Regions from separate parts of the Ovis aries genome. Here region 2 is linked to region 1. The links are chromatin contacts, called in public Hi-C maps. All regions are on one chromosome and are shown on one strand. The core of a region is the stretch at or near the end of the contact, and the rest is flanking DNA. Distances in the headings are between cores, read along the strand shown. Region 1 holds the start of XPO4 (exportin 4). Region 2 holds the start of CRYL1 (crystallin lambda 1).

Region 1 (6,448 bases), core at 3,318-5,817:
TGTAAGCAAACCCCAACAGGACAATGAGCATGCACAGGAGCAGTGAGGACAGGCACTCATGAACATGCCTCTAGGAGGCCCGGGGCACCCGGCCAAGGAGGCTGGAGTGGGAGCTGGGTCCAAGTGGCAGCAGCAGAAGGGCCCCACCAGCCTGCTGGTCCACCTCAGAGCCTGTCCCTAAGGTACCTGACAGATACGAAATGCTTCAGACTGAACCTAATGACAGGAACTCTGTCAAGACTTAAAACTTTTAAGAAAAACATTCTGCAAGAATCATCAGCTCTAAATGTACTGCAACTTACACTTGTAAATAACTATTTTCAGTCCTCTGTATCCACAGATTCAACCAACTACAGATCAAAAATATTTAGAGGACAAAATTCCAGAAAGTTCCAAAAAGCAAAACTTGAATTTGGGACTTCCCTGGCAGTTTAGTGGTTAAGACAGCATTTCCACTGCACAGGCTGAGGGTTCAATCCTGGTGGGAGAACTAGATCCCACAGTCTACAACTAAGACTTGGCAAAGCCAAATAAATATATATATATATTTTAAGGTCTATTTTCTCCTGTTTCCCCAGCATGTACAACATCATGCCTAGCACACATGTACTGAAGACACTGTGTAGAATGAGTGGCCAGAGATCGAATTTCAGAGCCAAACCATCTGTGTGACCACGGGCACAGAGTTACCATCTTTGAACCTCGGATTTTCTCATTTACAAAGTTTAAGAATAACTCTTCTCCCATCCACTTCACAGGGCTGATTTAAGAATCAAATAAAATGGTGGACTTCCCTGGTGGTCCAGAGGTTGAGAATCTGCCTGGCAATGCAGAAGACACGGGGTTCAATCCCTGATCCCAGAGGATCCCACATGCTGTGGAGCAACTAAGAGTGTGCTCCACAACTTCTGAGCCCGTGCCCTAGGGCCCGTGCTCCACAGGAGAAACCGCCGGTTCACACAACTAGAGCAAGCCCACACACAACAACGAAGTCCCAGAGCAGCCAAAAAAAGAGAATCAAATAAAATGGAAAGAACTGTTCTACAGCACTACATTTTGGCTAATGCTTTTAAAATGTTAACCAAATTCCACAATAAAAACCATGAAAACCAATCATGAACCCCTCTCATTAAAGTTGCATTTAGATTCATTAAAACCTACTCCAGTTTTAAAACAAATATAAAGTATCAATTAATGTATGTGTTCTCCATTATTTTACATTATCACTGCGCACACTGATTAAGGACAATCACAATAAACTATGGAAAATTCTTAAAGAGATAGGAATACCAGACCACCTGACCTGCCTCTTGAGAAATCTGTATGCAGGTCAGGAAGCAACAGTTAGAACTGGACATGGAACAACAGACTGGTTCCAAATCAGGAAAAGGAGTACATCAAGGCTGTATATTGTCACCCTGCTTATTTAACTTATATGCAGAGTACATCATGAGAAATACTGGGCTGGAAGAAGCACAAGCTGGAATCAAGACTGCCAGGAGAAATATCAATAACCTCAGGTATGCGGATGACACCACCCTTAGGGCAGAAAGCAATGAAGAACTAAAGAGCCTCTTGATGAAAGTGATAAAGGAGAGTGAAAAACTTGGCTTAAACCTCAAAATTCAGAAAACGAAGATCATGGCATCCAGTCCCATCACTTCACGGCAAATAGATGGGGAAACGTGGAAACAGTGGCTGACTATTTTGGGGGGCTCCAAAATCACTGCAGATGGTGATTGCAGCCATGAAATTAAAAGACGCTTACTCCTTGGAAGGAAAGCTAGGACCAACCTAGATAGCATATTAAAAAGCAAAGACATTACTTTGTCGACAAAGGTCCGTCTAGCCAAGGCTATGGTTTCTCCAACAGTCATGTATGGATGTGAGAGTTGGACTATAAAGAAAGCTGAGCACCGAAGAATTGATGCTTTTGAAATGCAGTGTTGGAGAAGATTCTTCAGAGTTCCTTGGACTGCAAGGAGATCTAACCAGTCCATCCTGAAGGAGATCAGTCCTGAGTGTTCACTGGAAGGACTGATGCTGAAGCTGAAACTCCAATACTTTGGCCACCTGATGAGAACAGCTGACTCATTTGAAAAGACCCTGATGCTGGGAAAGATTGAGGGCAGGAGGAGAAGGGGACGACAGAGGATGAGATGGTTGGATGCATCACCGACTCAACGGACATGAGTTTGGGTAGGCTCCAAGAGTTGGTGTTGGACAGGGAGGGCTGGCATGCTGCAGTTCATGGGTCTCAGAGTCGGACACGACTGAACTGAACTGAAAGAGGTTTGACAATCTTCAGTTAAGTTGCTCATAAGTTGTTAAGTCATGTCCAACTCTTTGTGACCCCAGGGACTTCAGCACGCCAGGTAACCCCAAATAATTAGTTCACCTGCTTTCTATTCCCACTACCCCAAAGGCTAAAAACCACGCATTGTAACAGATGAACCTGCATTGGATTTCCCACTCTACCACTTTCTTTGAAAATTTAGGTAAATTACTTAATATCTACATATTTCAGTCCCTTAGTCCATAAAATGAAAAGGAAAGTAATAACTACCTCACAGTTACTGATGATCAAATATGGTAATACATGTGAAGTGGTTGGCATAGTGCCTTCACACACAGTAAGCACTGGGTAAAATGTCAGTTGTCATTCTTGAGATGACTGCAGCTTCCATCTGGGAAACCATGCAGTCTCTGCTACGCATCCACACTGCCAAACAGTAAGTGGACTTTCCAAAAAGAAATTTTCTATTTTATTAACACTTTTTTCAATACTCTTCTCTGGAAAGATTTCAAGTATGTAAATAGAATCCAATACAACACACAGGAGAGGTGGTGAGGCAGAGCAGAAAGAGACCCAGCTTTAGAGGCACAAATGGGAATTGTACACCTAATTCAGCCACTAAGTAAGTATGTAACCTGGCTACTTAAGCTCTCTCTCAACCTTGTAAAGGGGTTGCAAGGATTAACAAAGTATGTAAAGCATCAAGACAGTGTCTGGCCGGTGATATGGACTCAATTTCTAGAATTTACTCGGACTCTTCTCCCCTACTCCCTTACAGGTGATAAGAATAGCTTTGCAGGGAAGAGAAAAGGTCCTACCAAGCACAAATACTAACCAGTACTGAGACCAACTATGAAGGACAACTATTCTATATTAATAGCTATGAGAACTAAAGCAGTGTTTGGCGGGGGAGGGGGGTCACATACTCCTTCTAAAGTCTAATGAAAACGGGGCCTCTACCTTATAGAAAATTCCCAGATATCTCAGGAAACGCTGTAAGTCAGCGATTTTAGGAGCATGGTATTTAAGGGGAATAACAGCTAGTTTTTTTCTGGACTTAAGTTGCAAGAGTCTGAAAACGTTCCCTAAGTCATTTTTTGTGATAAAACGATTCACCTAACTTCGCTCATATTGTGGCAAGTAAATCCTGCTTTAATTAAACTTCTCAGCTTCATAAGCTAAATTTCATAAGCTACCCGGTGTTGGGTGTGAAAACAAAACTTGAGAAAAGGAACTACAAACTATATGAGAATTAGTTCAAATGTCTTAAAATGTGATGCCTGAACACGTAACTCAGTCACCGAACCAAAAGGGGGGGGGGGGGGGGGAAGGTGTACAAAGGTACCGAAGATTGCTGCATCCAATTCTTAGGAAGGCTATTTGTCAATTCAAGGAATCAAGCCTCTAACTTCCAGAGAAATCTACAAACACGGAAGTCGTGATTTACAAAAAGGAAACTGAGCCAGCAAATAATTTACTGAGTAACTAAACATGGTTTATCCTTGCTTCTACTCTGAGTGGAATGCCTTACTCTTTGACTCGGCCTCACCTTCTCGAGTAGGTAATAACCTACTGACTAAATTGTTCTGTTCATTGTACTGCAGCAGAAAAAGTCCAGGAGAACTGCACACCCAACTCTCCACGACGCACGACCCGCACGGAGCTCGGTCCCAGACAAAGTTCTGCCCCAATGACCTTGGTCCTAGGATTCCCCTCCCTCCCTCCCGCCGTTCCTTCCTTGTGCGGCCGATTGAGGCTGCCCAGCCGCGGTCGCAGGTGGGAGAAAGCGCTCGGGGACCCAAAGGCACGAGAGGAACCACAGTTGCAGACGGCACCCGGGCCATGCCAGCCCTCCGCCGGCACCCGCTCTCCAGCGGCGCGCACAGCCCAGACCTAGCGCCCGCCTCCCCCCGACCCTGAGCGGAGGGTCGGGGCGCACGAAGCATTCCTTCGGCCCCACTCGGTGGCGCGGCTGGGGCGCCGCACAGCCAGGGAGCGGACAGCCCAGCCAGGGGCGCCAAGGCAGGAGCGCAGGCGGAGGAGAGTCCTGCGCCACGCCACCGCCGCCTGCTCCAGCCCTGGGCTCCCGGGAGGCCCCGGCCGGTCGCCAGTCCGGCGGGCGCCAAGGCCGAGCACGGCAGCGCCGCCAGAGACCGCGGGCGCGGGGCGCGGGGGCGCGGGCACTTACCATCAGAACTTTGGCCGCGTTCTCCAGCTGAGCGATCACTTCTGGGGGCCCCAGCGCCGCCGCCATCATGGTCTCTCTTCAATGACGCGCCATGCGGTGCATTTTGGGAGCGGGCGCCCGGCCGGCCAATCGCGAGATTCCTCGGGCTCGCGCGCTCCCGCCCGAGCCGTCGCGGCCGCCGACGTCGACGCGGGGTCGCGAGGTCAGGGCTGCGGGCTTGCGGGCCTGCGGGCCAGGGCTGTGGGCGCTCCCACGGGGCTGGCCCGCCTGCTTGCTCGCTCGCTCGCCGCCGGCCCCGGGGGCGCCTCCAGCTCTGCCGTGTCCTCTGTGGACGCGTCGCTCCCGGGCAGGGCGGCTTGCGCCCTGCGAGAACGCGTGCTCCGCGCTCGCGTGCCCCCGTGCGGGCTGACTTCCTGGCGGAGCCGGCGGGCAGGTCCGGCAGAGGGGCTCGGAGCCCAGCTTTCCCACGCGGGCCTGAGAGCCCCGTGTCCGCCCTCGCGCCGGCCCTCACTGTTGGAGACCAGGCTCTGTTCTGAGCGACACCTGCATACCTGCTACTAGCTTCCACCTCTTAGTGCCGGTCTGCTTTTTGAGGTACACAGAAAGTCAGTTTCGTTTCAGTGTAAGTTTCCTCTGTTGACAACTTCCTTTATTTCTTCTTCCAGTTGTAAATAAGCCATAGTTGTGAGGTTTTCCCTTTTCTATGTCCCTGCAACAGAATTGCATTGTTAGCTTCTTTGAGAAACGAGTTATTATATTTGGCATCTCTACAACATGAAGTTGAGGAAGTGAATTAACAAGGTTTTTATTGCTTAAGAAACAAAGTACCTCTTATTCGTTACAAAAGGGTAAAGAGTGCAATTAATGGCTTTTTTAAAAATTGCGTGAAATTGGTTCACATAGTGCCTCACCTGTGGAAGGCATTCAATAAATATTTCACTAAGTACAAATGTCTGGACTTAATCATTTTACGACTGCTCCATGGTGTTAAGCGATACATATTCATTAGAAACTATACTTCAAATCTTGATCTCTTCCTGGGCAGCATGTGCGGTCAGATACTCAAGTGGTGCACAATCAGGAAGATGAACAACTGATATCTTAGAAACATTCTGTTTTTCACTTTAAGTACTGTGTTCACTAAATTAAATGAGACAGTCAACACTTTATTATAAAACAGACTCGCTATTAGATGATTTTGCCCAGCTGGAGGCCAATATATGTGTTCTGACCACTTTTAATGTAGGTGAGGCTAACCTGTGACGTTTGGTAGGTTAGATGTATTAAATGCATTTTCAGCTTATGATGTTTTCAACTTATGATGGGTTTATTGGGACTTAACTCCATCATAAGCCAAGGAAGATCTGTATAGCAATCTGCAAGATTACAAAGTGTCTCTACCTGCTACAAAGAGTTATTACTGCAGATCAAAGATACATCTTCAAACGTGTAGACAAATGAGTATTTTATGACATTAAATGTTTGAGGCATATAATGCTTCAGATTGTGCCCTGTGTTCCAGAGCATTTGTTTTGTGCAGCTACACAAGAACTTTGCATTGAGATGCTCTTTAAGAACGAAGAAGAAAAGGTATTTTATTAAACATCGACAGTAGCACTCTCCTGGGGTGGTTGGTGGGGCAAGGAGTAGTGTCCCTGCCTACCCACATAACGCTTCACATCCTTAAGAAGAAGAAAGTTGTCAGATTCCAACTTCACACTTGACACAAAAGAGAAATATTTACGGTTTAAGAATCTGCTCAAAATGTTCCTGGAATCAAGAACATTTAACAAATACTACACCCCCTATACTCTTAGGGTATGCCTTTAACACCTGTGGTGTCCTAGGCTCCAAAAGTGATTCAGTTCAGTTCAGTCGCTCAGTCGTGCCTGACTCTTTGCGACCCCATGAATCACAGCACTTGAATATATTATATACTTTTCCTTGGAAACAGGTTTAGTTTG
Region 2 (6,245 bases), core at 2,623-5,122, 230 kb before region 1:
AAGCAACTTTACTTCTCTGGGTTTTGGGTTCTTATCTGCTACACAACAAAGTTGGCCTAAGATATGTAATTTCTCGAGGCCTAGAGCCTGACATCATGTCCTATATATTTGTCTTCTCAAAAAGCCAATGATAAAGCATCTTCTGTTACACAAAATGCACATTCAAATTAATGCTCACAGCTATGCCCCCAACCAGGAGAGTAACTGCCTGACAAGGCCTGAGATGATCAGAGCCGTGATCAGTGATGGCATCATAGCGGGGGCAACCCATGAATTAGTTTGTCCTTCTGTCTTTGGCCTCCTTGTCTCAGCCTTTTTCCTTTGGTTCTTATTCTTTTTGTTCCTGAGGTGGTCCCTAAAACACCACCCTCTGTGGGCTCAATGCTCAGCATCTGCTAAGTACACACACTCTCACACCTCAGACAACACTCATCCCAGTTAATCCCGGCCCTGCCACACAAAGCAACAGGTAAGAACACAGCTGAGGACTTCAGGACCTCCGTGCCTGCAGGGGAGGGCCAGTGCAGCTCCCGGGCATGTGGCACAGAAGCATTCACCTGCTCACTCACTTGGGCCGCAAGTCGAGGGTCTACACTGGGTTCCTCCAGCCCCCTTGCAAATCTCTACCCCCGGAAGTCTGTCCTCACAGTCTGAGCCCCTGCTGTGGGATGGATCCACATCTCACTCAGCCTTGCTTCACCGGCTCCGAGGCTACAACCCCACAGGAGAAGGAGGACCCCAGCCTCAAGGGCTTGAACAGATGGGCTGAGGCCGCAGGGCCTCTGCACGCACAGGGGACTCACCTGAGGCTGACTAGTGCGTCAGTCACCTGCCGAGGCTCAATGTCGAACAGTTTCACCCTGAAGCCTGCGCTGGCGAACAGCATGGCCCAGCTCCGCCCGATGAGCCCGCTGCAGGGAAAGAAGGCAGAGGTGCAGGTCAGCTGGAAAGTAGAGCCACTCTGCACCAGCCCAGTGTCAGAGCACACAGCATCCTGTTACTGAAACACCTCATGGCTTACAACTCCACGTTTTGACAGGAGTATCCACTTAAAATGTTGCTTCCACACAAGAGGTCCTGGGTCCTCACTGCAGTGCCCTCCAGACCTGGGGGGCAGCAGGGAGGGGCAGGGAGTCCACGCACCAGGGACCCCCAACTGACCAGTGTTGGCTGAGCCCCAGACCTGGAGAAAAGAGACAGCATCTCCCCCACCTCCTCAGTTTTTCCTACCACCACTTGAGATGATGATGTTAAACTGTACACGTCTTACCTCTATTAATCTGAAAACAATCCCACAAGGGAGACACTATTTTATATATATATATATATATATATTTATTCATGTACTTGATTGCACCAGGTATTAGTTGAGGCATGCAGGATCTAGTTCCCTGAACAAGGGTGGAACCCAGGCCCCTGTATTGGTTTGTTGAAACCCAAGAATGAAATACAAAAACTTTACCAGGTTTTAGCAGTTAATTCACACTCCCCAGCCACCTATAGGGTTGAGAGAGAGAAAGACAAGAGGTACAGGAGGGGAGACAGGAGAGAGAAAGGGGCCAGAGGGGACAGGAGGGGAGACGGAGGGGGGGAGGGAGAAGGGAAGGGAAGCAGGGACACCCCAGAAGTGGAGATGGCTGCTTCCTGAGGTGTTAAAGGTGTGGGAGGTTCAGTCAGTCAGTTCAGTTGCTCAGTCATGTCCGACTTTTTGCCACCCTAGGGACTGCTGCACGCCAGGCATCCCTGTCCATCACCAACTCCAAGAGCTTACTTAAACTCATGTCCATAGAGTCGGTGATGCCATCCAACTATCTCATTCTCTGTTGGCCCCTTCTCCTCCTGCCTTCAATCTTTCCCAGCATCAGGGTCTTTTCAAATGAGTCAGTTCTTTGCATCAGGTGGCCAAAGTATTGGAGTTTCAGCTTCAACATCAGTCCTCCCAATGAATATTCAGGACTGATTTCCTTTAGGATGGACAGGTTGGATCTCCTTGCAGTCCAAGGGACTCTCAAGAGTCTTCTTCAATGCTACAGTTCAAAAGCACCAATTCTTTGGCACTCAGCTTACCTTATAGTCCAACTCTCACATCCATACATGATACTGGAAAAACCATAGCCTTGACTAGATGGACCTTTGTTGGCAAAGTAATGTCTCTGCTTTTGAATATGCTGTCTAGGTTGGTGATAGATTTTCTTCCAAGGAGAAAGCATCTTTAATTTCATGGCTACAGTCACCATCTGCAGTGATTTTGGAGACCAAAAAAATAAAAGTCTGTCACTGTTTCCACTGCTTCCCCATCTATTTGCCATGAAGTGATGGGACCAGATGCCATGATTTTAGTTTTTTGAATGTTGAGTTTTAAGCCAACTTTTTCATTCTCCTTTCACTTTCATCGAGGATCTTTAGTTCCTCTTCACTTTCTGCAATTTCTTGCAGTCAATCAACTTAGGGAATTGGCAATAAACTGACTCCCACAGCACGGCTCCTTTGCACAACAATTAGAGCTGGAGAAAGGCATAGGGACCCTGGAACAACAGGAGCTGGACTCTCGGGGCCCACCTATAAGCAAGTTTTTTTAAATGGTAAATCCTACAAAACTTGGGATCTGCAGTTGGGTACCACTGATGCAGAGGAACCGAGGGTAAATTACCCTGGCTTCTCTGGTGGGAATAGACAGGTGGGTGTCCTCCACCTGCCAGTGGTCCAAGGGTCCCCTGTACTGTCAACTCTAGACTCCACTGAACACTGTTGGGTGCCAGCAAGCAGGCCAGTCTCAGCCTGTGGTTGATACACACTTGACTGTGACAAAGGCTGCAAAGCAAGCAAGGTCACCACGCCCAGGACAAAGTGCACTTTCTTCTATATTTTATATCCCTTCAGGAGGCAGGCAGTAGCCCTCGTGCCTGGAAAGCACACGGGCACAGGTAAAGCCACTGCTCCCTGCAAGGGAAGCTGACAGAAAGCACCCTGACCCCTTCCTCGAAGGGGCTTCAAGGAGGGGCCCGGACACGACTTATTTCAGGACGCGCTGTGACTGGTCAGGCAGGCCAGCCCCTGGGCAGCGTAACCCAACACCAAGCCTCCCAGAAGGTGTGCCTGATGACCAACAAGAAGTACCGACCAGTGGGTAGTTCGCTATGCCAGCTTACCAACGGAGAGGTGTACGTGGACGCCTTCTTTAAAAAATGAAAACTGCAGAAGTTTTAAAAGAGAATGGAGCACCAACCAGGAAACCGTGGATGGGACTTGAGCTGCTAACCCGACACCCAAGTCCCGGAGAACCCGGATGCCCCGGGGATAGGGCGCCCTCGCCATGCAGGAGGCATGGCTCTGGATCCGGATCGCACAGTGGGTCCCCACCCCTCCCAGGCCAGGCGGGGTCGCCCAGGAACAGCCTCGGGCCCGAGCGCGCAAGACCCTCCCGCCGCGCCCGCGCCCCGCCTGACCCAGATCGCGGCCCCGCCGCCCCTCTGCGAGCCCATCCCTCGGACTGGAAAGGAGACAACACACCTGTGCGGATCCGCGGCCCGACAGCCCTATGTCCGCTCGCAGCGCCCACTGCCACCGTCCCCGCCCGGCCCGCATCACCCAACTCAGCCCGCAACCTCATCGCGCAGCAACCGGGCTGCAGCGGGGCCCGAAGGACCGGCCCGGCCCGGCCCAGTCCTGGGGAGGCGCGCTGGGGTCATCGGAGCCGCGCCGCCAGCCCCCAGGGCGATGACGACCGCGCCCACCTGCCACCCTCCCGAGCACGCTGGTTGGAGCCCTCACCTGCCGACCACCGCCACCCCGCCGGGCGCCGAGAACCCTGGGGACGCCATGGCCCGCGCGGTACCCGAAGAGACAGTTGCGGCGCGCGCCACCCGGGCACTGGCTCCGCCCGCCCCGCGGCAGCGGCAGGGCCCCGGGGCCTGGCCCGTGGGTGGGGCGCGGGCGGAGCCTCCACCTCTCCACGCCCCGCGGGCGCGCAGGGCTCCTGGCGGGGCTGCGGGGCCAGCGGGACTGTGGGCGGGGCGGGCGGGGAGCTCAGGACTGGGCGGGGTGGGGGGAGCGGCTGGGACCATCAGGCGTGCGGCGCACTCGCCTCCCTCTCCCCGGAGCGCGCACGGAGGAGGTGCCGGGAGCGTCACGTGGATGGGAGCCCGGTGGGAGAGCTACCCCTTCGGACTCTAGTGACTCACTTTGTTTTGGTCAGTTCCTTACTGAACCCCCAAAGTCCGTGCACAAGGAGGGGGACACCTCCAGACCAGGACAAGGCGCGACCGCTAAAGGAACCTCCAAATTTACCCCTGGAATTCCCTTCCCGTGTGAAGACAGCACCACGTCCGGGCGCACGAGCTCAGGCCCCACTGCTGGGTTCACACTGTCGTCAGTTCCGAGGAAGACCCGCCTTTCTCCACAGAAGAGGCCAAGGCCCGGGAGCCCTGGGATGGCAGACAGGAGGGCTGGGGGCGGGGGGGTGTCCACCACACTGGAAGGCCTGGAGCCCCCTCCCAGAGGCCGAGCTGGTCTCTCTTCCAGGAGGAGGAAGTGTCCCCGCGCCGCCCCGGGCTCTTTTCGGAAACAGAGCGGAGGAACGGGCCGCACGTGCCTGGGACCACGCTGTCAGCGCAGCACCAGAGCGGGGCCACGCCAGCCATCCAGGTCAAGGCAGCGCTCCAGCGGAAACGCGTGACCCTGACCGGCAGGGCCCTTCCTCTGTCTTCCCAAGACCAAACGGAAAGAGGAATGTCAGAGCCAGAGCAGTTTCACAAGTTATCGGTCAGCATTAGAAAAGGCACTCAACTCACTCAAGAGAAAAGTGACACAGCAAAGATGTCCCCAAGATAAGGCTTTAAATGTTGAAATAACTATGCATGGGGGCTTAGTTGCTCAGTCCTGTCCGCCTCTTTGCGACCCCCATGGACTGTAGCCCACCAGGCCCCTCTCCATGGGATTCTCCATACTGGAATGGAGAATACAGAAGACTAGAGTGGGTTTCCATTTCCTTCTCCAAGGGATCTTCCCCACCGAGGGATCCAACCCATGTTTCCTGCATCACAGGCAGATTCTTCACCAGCTGAGCCACCAGGGAAGCCCTCACAAAGCTATTTGGATTTATAATGAAGCCCCAGCTCCTATGGTGCCTTCACCACAAATTACCCGAAAATTTGTCTTCTTTTAAATAGGCAAGCCCCACTTCCTCTCTGAAACTGTGACTACTCGACCCGGTGATGGGTGACTGCCCTTTTCCTAAAGCATCTGAACTTCCTGCAAGCACCTTTTGGTCCACTGAGTCATTCATTCACTCAAGTTTCTATCATGAGAGCCACTGTGTTCTGGTCAGCTTAATGTTTAGTCTTCAATTAAATTGTAAACTTAAGGTTAAGAACCAAACCTCTTTTTCTCCTTACTAAGCACATACTCTTTTTTCTTTTTAATATGTATTTGTTTATTTGGCTGTGTCAGGTCTTAGTTGCGTCATGTGGGATCTTCGTTCAGGGCACAGACTCTCTGGTTGTGGCATGCAGGCTCAGTAGTTGGCCCCCATCACTACCACTTTCTCCTTGCTTTGCCCCATAATGAACCTTGTCTGCTACAAACTCCAGCCGTGTGGAATTGTTTGGCCTCACTTGCTTTCAGTAATACAGGGAGGGCAGGTGGGCCTGGGGGGTGGGGAGAGCCCCACTGCTCTTAGGGGGTCCTCCTGCTCCACAGCCACGGAGCACCCTATCTCTCCCACTTGGGCCATGTCGGACTCCAACGTAACAGCCATCTCCTGGCTTCTATTCAATCCGTGACTTTTTCCTGGCTCCTTAGATTCCCCAGCAAATCAGCTCAGTTCAGTTCAGTCACTCAGTCGTGTCCAACTGTTTGTGACCCCATGCACTGCAGCACACCAGGCCTCCCTGTCCATCACCAACTCCCGGAGTTCACTCAAACTTATGTCCATCATGTCAGTGATGCCATCCAACCATCTCATCCTCTATTGTCCCCTTCTCCTCCTGCCTTCGATCTTTCCCAGCATCAGGGTCTTTTCAAATGAGTCAGCTCTTCACATCAGGTGGCCAAAATATTGGAGTTTCAGCTTCAACATCAGTCCTTCCAATGAACACCCAGGACTGATCTCCTTTAGGATGGACTGGTTGGATCTCCTTGCAGTCCAAGGGACTCTCAAGAGTCTTCTCCAACACCACACTTCAAAAGGAGTCAAATATTCTTCCTCTATCTCCAAACTCTCAGTTCTCTGGGTGTCTCTTTCTGTC

The links. Hi-C and Micro-C count contacts between places; a contact is called where the count stands out from the background.
Region 2: a Hi-C map of hypothalamus shows a contact between it and region 1, with 4 times the contacts expected there. The contact joins the promoter of CRYL1 here to the promoter of XPO4 in region 1. A contact is called at or near these places in 5 of 16 Hi-C or Micro-C datasets (hypothalamus, liver, mixed tissues and 2 more).

What each region holds. Positions count from the first base shown.
Region 1 is chr10:35,940,265-35,946,712 of ARS-UI_Ramb_v3.0, reverse strand. XPO4 (exportin 4) reads right to left here and starts at 4,567. Exons shown (of 23, transcript XM_060394483.1): 1 at 4,485-4,567. The coding sequence starts at 4,553. It overlaps LATS2 (large tumor suppressor kinase 2), which reads right to left. Exons shown (of 8, transcript XM_042254907.2): 8 at 5,018-5,193. The coding sequence ends at 5,134.
Region 2 is chr10:36,165,582-36,171,826 of ARS-UI_Ramb_v3.0, reverse strand. It overlaps CRYL1 (crystallin lambda 1), which reads right to left and starts at 3,872. Exons shown (of 8, transcript XM_027973677.2): 1 at 3,772-3,872; 2 at 804-911. The coding sequence starts at 3,821.